2 separate regions of the Anas platyrhynchos genome follow, and region 1 is linked to region 2. A link is a contact called in public Hi-C data. All regions are on one chromosome and are shown on one strand. Each heading gives the region's core, a stretch centred on a gene start, on an enhancer-like site or on the middle of the called end of the contact. The rest is flanking DNA. Distances are from core to core; before and after follow the strand shown.

What was found. A called contact is a pair of places that touch in the nucleus more often than the background predicts.
Region 1: a contact with region 2 is called in a Hi-C map of F1 follicle, with 3 times the contacts expected there. The contact joins the promoter of TAF1B here to the promoter of ADAM17 in region 2. A contact is called at or near these places in 2 of 8 Hi-C or Micro-C datasets (F1 follicle and subcutaneous adipose tissue).

Annotation. Positions count from the first base shown.
Region 1 is chr3:105,094,339-105,099,055 of IASCAAS_PekinDuck_T2T, forward strand. It overlaps TAF1B (TATA-box binding protein associated factor, RNA polymerase I subunit B), which reads left to right and starts at 2,266. Exons shown (of 15, transcript XM_027455216.3): 1 at 2,266-2,410; 2 at 3,214-3,312; 3 at 3,816-3,903. The coding sequence starts at 2,393. LOC106015296 (a long non-coding RNA gene) reads right to left here and starts at 2,116. Exons shown (of 6, transcript XR_011808560.1): 1 at 283-2,116; 2 at 63-176.
Region 2 is chr3:104,956,359-104,961,226 of IASCAAS_PekinDuck_T2T, forward strand. ADAM17 (ADAM metallopeptidase domain 17) reads right to left here and starts at 1,884. Exons shown (of 19, transcript XM_038177651.2): 1 at 1,655-1,884. The coding sequence starts at 1,763. LOC106015289 (a long non-coding RNA gene) reads left to right here and starts at 1,808. Exons shown (of 4, transcript XR_002399529.4): 1 at 1,808-2,119; 2 at 2,196-2,252; 3 at 2,376-4,868.

The DNA of each region.
Region 1 (4,717 bases), core at 1,016-3,515, 140 kb after region 2:
CAATATTACTTTTGTACAACATTCCTTAAAAAGTTTGGTAGCTTTTCATATCTTTACTTCACCTGCAGAGTAAGTGCTTGTCCATTACACTGGTATGCCCAGAACTACACTAATATTGGTCCCCACGCAGTCCGTCACATTTTCCTTCTTTTCTTCTTTATCTTCAGCTGTTGCCTCTGGAAATGAAATGTTCTTATTTTGAACAATTGGCAGAGTCCTGTGACTATGTTTCCTCTAACTTTTTTTTTTTGACCAGCTGTAATTAGAAAACAGAAGTCCTACCTCTGAGGTCCTGCCTTCTGAAAGCATCAAGGCAGTCACTTCCATGTTTAATTTAAGCAAGTTCTTCAATTGAGTTAAATCCACTGATTTAATGGCCCGTGGCCCGCTCACAGCATCATCAGACACTAGCACAGCCCTTAGCAGGAGCAATGCCTGTTGTATCGCAATACAGCTGCTCTGAAGATTTTCAAGATAGCTTTTCATCTTAGAAATTCATTACAAGAAGATCCAACGCATGAAATGGCCTGGCTTTCCCAGAACTGCATTTTCACAAACAAAAAAACATGGAAATTAAAATCACAAGTAGGATCTGTTTCATCAGAATATTAGCTCCGTTTCTGTGAGGCTGACAATCACCTCTTTACCATGTCAGGAATTATATGCATAATTCCTTTTAATGGGTGTTACAAATGTTCATCCCACACTGAAAAAAAGATCACAGTTGGTATGAGTAATAACTTTTTGTCTTGAACATAAACAGTTCCCCTCTAGCTCTGTACATCTCCTCCAACATCAATGTAACCACAGCTGTCAAGGGAGCCTCACCTCTTTCTATGTATATTTTAGCTTTAATTTTTTCCCATGCTTTCACTTAAAGGATTTTTTTTTTTTTTAAAGGGGCATAAACCTGTTCTCCAATTTTGTGGGCAAATTCATTGCAATAACAGATCTCAGTGTGTTTAGACATCTGTAAACATTATTATTAGCGTACCAGAAATTAGAGACCTACATCAAGATCTGGGGGTTTGGTGGTGGTTCTTTTTTTTTTTTTTTTTTTCAATGAAGGTGAATTTCAGATCATCTTTTCCCTCATTCAAGGATCCCCAAGCGCTTTACATAGTTAAATGAGTTCTTCTGGTCTCCTTTTGTAAAGGCAGTAATAGTCTCCTTCAACAGCTTCGGCAGGGCCTCCGGGGGACACGGTGCATGTACACGAGCAGGAGGATTTGAGGACACTCAGCGAAGAGGCACTGTGGTGGCCTGGGGGTAGAGGAGCTTGTGTCTCCATTGGAAGTGCACCATGTTCCCTCGAAGGTGAAGACTCCATATTTCTTCAGTGAAGCCCCCATGTCCCCTCAGAGGTGAAGCATTCATACATGTCACCTCAGTGAAACACCCCATGTCCCCTTGAAGGTGAAGTCCCCATGCCACCTCAGTGAAGCACCCTATGAAGCACCCTATGTCCCCTTGGAGGTGAAGCCTCCACGCCCCTTCTGAGGTGAAGTACCCATACATATCACCTCAGTGAAGTACTCTGTGTCCCCTCAGAACTGAAGCCTCCATGTCCCCTAAGTGAAACACCCCATGTCCCCTCTGAGGTGAAGCCCCTGTCCCCTCTGAGGTGAAGCATCCATGCATATCACCTCAGTGAGTGTACTGTGTCCTCTTGGAGGTGAAGTCCCCACGTCACCTCAGCGAAGCACATTATGTCCCCTTGGAGGTGAAGCCTCTATGCCTCCTCTGAGGTGAAGCAACCGTACATATCACCCCAGTGAAGCACCCTGTGTCCCCTCAGAGGTGAAGCCTCCTTGTCGCTTCAGAGGTGAAGCATCTATACATGCCACCTCAGCAAAGTGTGCCACGTCTCCTCACAGGTGAAGCCTCCATGTCCCTTAAGTGAAGCACCCTGTGTCCCCTCAGAGGTGAAGCCCCCATGTCCCTTCAGGGGTGAAGCCTCCATGCACATCACCTCAGCGAAGCACCCCGTGTCCCCACAGCGATGGCACATCCACGTCCCCTCAGCGGGGACCCCCCCCATGTCCCCTCAGTGTCCTTCTCTCCCCCCGGGGACCCTGTGTGCCCCTTGGCGAGCCTTTCCATCACGCCCTCGTAGCCCTCACCCCATCCCGCTGCGGGATGGCGGCGGGACGGGACCCCGGGCACTGGGGCAAGCGGGAGGGCTGCAGACAGCCGCCACCAGCCATGACCAACACCACGGAGCCATGTCGGGGACCACAACCCCGAAACAGCCCCACAGGAGGCTCCCGGCCGAGCAGCGGGGCCGGAACGCAAGCACCGGGGCTGGCGTTTCCGAGCCGGGCCGCGGCGGGGCGGCTCAGTGCGGTTGCCATGGTGGGAGCCCCGGGGCGGCTCCGCGGCGGCTGCCGGCATGGACGAGGAGGAGGCGGTGCGGCTCCGGGAGCCGCGGGGGCGGCTGCTGCGCCCGGGGATGGCGGCGCTTCCCCGCCGGGCCCTCGGGGGCTGCGGGCGGCGGGGGAGGGCGGAGGCGCCGCGGGGATGGGGGCGGCGGGCGAGGGCCGGGCGGGGTCCCCTCAGTCCTATTGGGGTCCCCTCGGCCCCTTTAGGGTCCCCTCAGCCCCTTTAGGGTCCCCTCAGCCCCTTTAGGCTCCCCTCAGCCCCACTGGGGTCCCCTCAGCCCCAGCAGACCCCTCTCGGGGAGCTCCTCGGCCCCAGCCCGCGCATGTGGGGCTGCCGCAGCCCCGCCGTTTTCTCCATTTTTCTAAGGGTTTCCCTCTGTCCTCCTTCTCCCCCCATTTTCCCTTCTTCCCCCAGTTTCTCTGAGTAACCCTTCCCCCTGAGCACAACTCTCCGCCCAGTCGTGCACTCTTTCCTCCACATGGTTCTTTACGTTGCTGCAAGCTTAGTTTTACTTTCACCTCTCAGCATCTGCTTTTTGTCTTATTTAACTCCCTTTTCATTTCATGTAGGTGTTTTTTGCTCGTTTTTCATGCCATACCCAGTGTGGTGTGAACTATTATCCCCCTTATACTAAAATTCACAAAGTATCTTGCCACCTTCTTGTTCAGTTACCTACAGCTAACAGCAAATATTACTTGTTATCTCCACAAGCTAAGATAAAGGACACGTGTTTACTTGTCCATAAATAATTTCTAAAGCTCTGCAGTAGCCTAGTAATAGCGTTACTTGTTGTATTTGGATGCATGTGAAACTATTTTTTTTTCTTTTTAGAGAGATTTCAATGAACGCTGCGCGCAGTGTTCAGATGTAAACTGGGGCCTTACTGACGGAGGCAGGTTTTATTGCAGAACTTGCCACAATGTTACTGAGGTAAAAACTGAAGCTATTGACCTTCAAATAGGTTTATTTTGGTTGTTTTGTTTCTTTATTTGATTGTTTTATGTAAGAAAATGTTTGTTTGTTTTTCTCCTTGACATTAGAAGTTGAAGGCATTATCATGATTCTTCCTTTTTAATGCTTGAGTTAACACTGTTGCAAACAATTCTGTTCCTTCAAGGCATAAAGTTTAAAACAAGCCAGTGTTGGACATGGTGCTGCTGTAGCCATAGTGCTGGTACGATGTCTGGATGCCTTTAAAGTATTGCTTGGATATTGCTGCACTTCAGTTCAGTGCTGGTGTAGGCAAACTCTGATGCACATCACCTCTATATCCAGAATAGTCATTCTCTATTTTTGGTATTTCTGAATTAAAAATGTCTATTTGTTTTTAGTTTAGGAGAATTGAACCAATTCCTCCATTTTATTGTATGGTGGAGCAATTGACACAAGTTAGGCCTGGCTTTTTCTTGCTAACATCCATTACTGTTTTGCAGAGAACTAGAGATGTTGTAAACACTGAAGTTACTTGTAATGCAAGAATACAGACAATCTCCAAAGGTTCAAGAAATCGAGGGAAAAGCGGTATGTATGTGCTTAAGAATGCATTCTGCTTAAGAATGAATGTACTGGGTCAGTTCAGTCAAGGTTTGCTTAACACATTGTCTTTGACAGTGGCTAAAAGCAGAGAGCTAGAAAAGGCCAAGAGCAGGAACATAACACATCCCCCAGATGCTGTGAAAACCTTCAGCAGCCCCAGCTTCAGTGGCACAGGTGCCTCTGTGAAGCTGGTGGTGGATTTTTTGCGTTGAGCAGAGCTGTGCATTACTTACCAACACTTTGATTTGTGCAAGGCAATACTCACTGAAGATACCTATGGCATTCATTCAGATGTGGTGATCCCTTTGGTTCTTCCTTGTATGACTATCACAAAAGAGAAAAGTCATCTCTCTTTGTAAGGGAGGTGTGATGGTGCTCTGACTTAAAGAATGTTAGCTCAGCTTGCGTTGAAGGTAATTGGCCCTGTGAGCTACACAGAAACCGATGTGGATGAGACTTCATCCAGTTAAATACCTAGAGTAAGGTAGTGCAGCGTTACATCTTCTATCCTAAGTCACTTCTACGCTTCTAATTTCATGGCTGAGAAGTACACTAGTCATTACATACGGTGATATGCTGTGTGTGTTATGGTGAGGCTGCTGCTGTAGCTATGAACTCATGCTGTGATGGCTGGGTAGTCGTTTTACTGTTGTGGTCACTTTCAAAGAGCAAAAATGCATTTCAATGCTGACTGAAGTGTGGGGTTATTTTTATCTCTGATGGGCTAACCTATCTTCACTGTACTGTGGTGGCAGTAGATTACTGCATTACGTTGAAAAGAACAATTGTGGGAAAGTGA
Region 2 (4,868 bases), core at 634-3,133:
AAGGTAACAAAGACCAATTAAGTCATGAACTTTTTCCTCATACTAAGAATTATTACACAGACCGAGATTTTCCCACTTGAAAGAAGAGCGTGAAGGAAATGAATAATTGTGCTCCACATTCACCACTGTTGGCAACAGAAACCACAGAAACAGACAATGTTCGGAAACAAACGGAAGAAAGGATATTTTCCTCCATGCATTACTTAATAAAACTGACAAACTCTTAGTCCAGGCGTGGTGGTACAGAGGCCAAAAATACAAAAGGCATCAGATAAAGCTCAAGTGGGTCCCTTAGAAGGCACGAAATCTCATGGTCCAAAATGCAAACTCTGCTTGAAGAAATCCCTAGGCCTGCCTGCAGTTGGAGGGATAAGCTGCATTTGTTGTGTTTGTCGCACTTCCTGGAACATCCACTGCTTCCTACCCCTACCTGCTTCCTGCAGTGACTAATTGCTGTGGCCTGCACAGAACAAAAAGTCAGCCTGAGGTGGGGGAGAGTGGGACCAAGGTACAGCCTGCATGACTGACATGATATCTGTCAAAGAGAGAGAAACAAAGAGAGGGGACTTGAAGCAGTCACCGTGGGCAGCACCACCTGGAGACATCACATCTGACGGGGTAACAAGCAACCGCTGCCTCTCACAGACACGTCTGCCAGTTCAGAGAGCCTTTTGCTCACCAGACAGAAGTTTGCAGCTTAAAATAAATGCTCAGGTGCAAAAGTAAGGTTACAGAAGTAAAATAGGAAGGCTATGTTCAGCTTTCTGGAAGTCACATCCAGCCCCAACAGCTTCAGGCTCTCTCTGCAATGGTGACTCTTCAACCAGAGCTACGAAGAGCAGCCTTTTACCTGATCATCCTGCTCTAGCATAACGCAGACTCCTGCAAGGAAAGCTCTTCAGCAGACCACCAGCATGAAGATAACACGGTCATCACCTCCCCAAAGAGGCCGACAGGCCCCAAGCACCACGCATCAGTGACACCTTCAGCTATGGAACAGTGCAGCCAGCAGGAGCAGGGAGGTGATCGTCCCCCTGAGCTCTGCTCTGGTGGGGCTGCACTAAGTGCTGTGGTCAGTTTTGGGATGATACAAGAAGGATGTCAAGGCCCTGGAGTGTGTCCAGAGAAGGGCTACGAAGCTGGTGAAGGGCCTGGAGCACAAGTCCTGTGAGGAGCAGCTGAGGGAGCTGGGGGTGTTTGGGCTGGAGAAGAGGAGGCTCAGGGCAGATCTTGTTGCTCTCTGCAGCTACCTGAAAGGAAGGGGTGGGGAGCTGGGGGTCGGCCTCTGCTCACAGGTAACCAGTGATAGGACTAGAGGGAATGGCCTCAAGTTGCGCCAGGGGAGGTTCAGGTTGGAAACGAGGAGATGTTTCTGTGGCCAGGCGCTGGGATGGGTGACACGGGGAGGCGGTGGCGTCCCCGTCCCTGGGGGTGCTCAGGGGGAGGCTCAGGGAGACCCAGTGCTTGGGGACACGGCGCAGCGGTGACACCGGCGGTCGGAGCAAGCGATCTGGAGCCCCTCTCCGTGCTCAACGCCCCTGCTGGGCACAGCCCCTCACGCTGTGTGCCCGACGGGTCCCGCACCCCCCCCGACCCCGACCCCAACCCCAACCCCGACCCCGACCCCGACCCCGAGGTCCCGCCCGCCCCTTACCGTAGCGCTGCCTCTGCGGAGGGCGCCCCAGCGCCTGCAGCTCGCCCGTTGCCGCCAGCAGCAGCAGCAGCAGGGCAGGGAGCAGCCCCAGGCGCAGCCGGAGCCCCATGGCTCCCCGCCGGGCTCCCCTCGCACCCAGCCCCTCACGGCCCCTTCAGGCCGCGCCGGGTCCCGCCGCCATCCTGGGCTCGCAGCCGGAAGCCCGCGCGGAGCATTGTGGGGCGGGCGGCGCCGCCATCTTAGGGAGCAGGGCGGGGAGAGGGGCCGGGGGGCGGGAGCGCGCTCGCTCCCTCACAAATACCTCATCCCTCCTGCCTTAGGGCTCCTCGGAGATAGTATTAGTGCTTTTTGGTGAACCTGAAGGGCTTTTCTAGTTTTGTGTGCTCCCGAGGGTTGTTTGCAGTGCTCACTACTAGCATGGGTCTGTGGGTTGTATATTTGCAAACAGCAGCTGTGCTAATAAAGGTGCACGAAGGCGGTGTGTGGGTTATGGCTATGCTGTGGTGCACCAGTTAATGCTGCCCTGGCCTTCTATTTTTAGCTGATGCACTTGGCAGAAATGAAGAAAAATATCACCTACCCTGCTTCTTGCCACACTGTACGTTAATTAACCTGAAACACTTACATAACCATGGCATATAATTACTCATTTTTTCACAAGGACAACCATACTGCTTAAAACGAGTGTTTGTCTCATGTTTTTGTTTGTTTTTGTCTCTAGTGATCGGAAGATAATAAACAGCTGGTGAAGCCTCCTGGGAATATGCTTGGAGTTTCCAACAATTTACATCTGTTGATTCCCAAAATCAGGGGTAGCATCTTGCTTGGCAGCTCGCAATGTATACATCCTCCAGAAATTCATCCAGATGACTCTCTGCTCCCTGTGAACTTGCAGTACATGCAACATCCTGCAGTAGGGCGCTCCGCAGTGTAGTCAATGCAGGAAGAATCACTTTCTTTGCTTTCAACCTGACACCTTGTGTCACTTTTCGGCTACTATTCTATGAACTTTTCCAGTTCTAGCATGTGCTGTTTGAGATGGTAGCGTTGAAAATGCATACAGTGTTCACGTTACAAACATACATTGGATTTAGAAAGTGGCATAACTATTCTGTGTGTTCTCAAAGTATTTCCTAAATATTTCTAACGTTTAAGACATTGTTGAATACTGCTAGGCACTGAGCTGCCGTCGTCCTAAATATACCTATTAAATTTCCAAGATTACACTCCTGAAGTGCAGGGGTCCGCTCAGTCATAATTACTCATAATTTTGAACATTTTTCCCCACTTGCGTCACTGAAAATCACTTTATTGCCAGTCACTGAAGGCCCAGTTCAGTTGCCCAGATCTAGGTGTCTAGCTCTACTTCAGGTGACCCAGGGTATCTCACTGAGGCTTCAGAAGGGCGTGGGACTCCATCAGATCCCCTGCAAGAACCATTAAGATGTCTCCCATGTGCAAGGGCGTGAGTGTGGGTAATTGAGCCCTGAGTATTTAAGGTCTTTTTGTAATTCTTCTCAGCCACACCTCTTCTTTTCTTCCATGAACAATGTGGTATGAGGAGGATTTGTCTTTTCATTCTTCACCTCCATATTCAAATTATTTACATATAAGGACACAGATATGAAGGATTATTGGTGACTTACTTTCACTGTGAAAAATTACTTTACTTAGTCTGTTTCCTATCTTGTAACCACATTTTGCTCCATGCAAGGATTTTCTCTTATTCCATGCATGCTAAGTCTCCTTAAGAGCCTTAGGTTAAAAAAAAAAAAAAAAAAAAAGTGTTGAAACTCTTTCAGAAACCTAAGCAAACTGTATCTCTCCCATCTCCCTTATCCAAGCACTTGTTGACATTTTCAGAAAATTCCATACCAAGCTTGAACACAAGATTTCTCTTTACAAAAGCAATGTTGACAAAACCCGTATTGACTTTTCCCTAGAAAAACCCTATGGGTTTTTCCCCTACCTGCTCATGTATGCATTAATTCTAGTTGCTACTAATACCTGTAGTGCAGGTATCAGTTTTTGTATGATGTAACATTTGATACAATCCACTCCTTAGATGCCAAGAAAGTTTTAGGCAAGAAGTTACATCACAGTTAGAATTTCAGTTATTGCATCCTTGAGTTTCTTGGATGAACACTGTCTAGTCTTGCAAGTCTGTTATTGTTCATTTTGTCTACTCTTAATTCAAAAACCTTTTTAAAGTCAACATTTCAGTTTGAAGTGGATTTTTTGAGAAGACCCATGATGAAGTGTTCAGCAGTAGAGCACAAACACAGGAAGTTCTCTTAGGATTTCCACTATGGCCTTATCATCTCTGAGTGCTGCTTTTATACCCAACTCACTGGGTTTCAGAATTTCTAAAAAGTTTCTGGCTTTTTACACTAAGATTATTGAAATTCCCTCAAATCCTCTTTGAAAGGATTTATTGTTGAGTTTTATACCTTTCATAAGTATTTCCTTCAATACGTTACCCACCAAGCTTTTTTTGTTTGTTTTTAGTTCAAATTAAAGGTTGTATTTTGTTTAGTCTTGTGTGAAATATTTTTTCATATTTGTGCTTATTCTTGTTGCTTCCTTCTGTATTTTTAAATATATACTACATCCATAGTATTTATCCTTTTCCTCTGCTTGTATCTTAATTTTAGTGACTTTCCTAATTTTTGACCTCCACTCAGTACAGAGTTGAGATTTCAGCAAGCTGAAATTCCAGCCTGATTGCAAAATCTCCTTTCCTAAGTAGTGACAACGAAACTAGTGTTCGTCATTGTTAGTATTTGGTGAAGGTTATAGCTCGGCATTTTCATTTGCTGTTTTATCAGATGCCATTTAATATTACAGGATCTTTCTGCAACTTTTCAGAGTCAACTTTAGATAGGACTGTTTGGAATAGTTTTATCTGCAAACTGTTTATGCCTATTTTCAGATCATTTATGGAGCACAGTACAGATCCATTTTTTTTATTGATGGGTAGAATTTCTTATCTTTTACTAATTTGTAGCTTGTCTAGGCAAGATACAGAAAACCAGGTAAAAGCTTTCTTTTTCTGTTATCAGTTTGTTTTCCTACTCAATATGTTTCTTTCTTCCATTTATTTATCTCACAAGGACACCCTAACATTACAAGTTGTTTGATTGTAAATATTTTTAGGGTTATGGATTGTCTGCGATCTGTATTTTGATGAAGTCTAGCACAAAGCAGTTGTGTG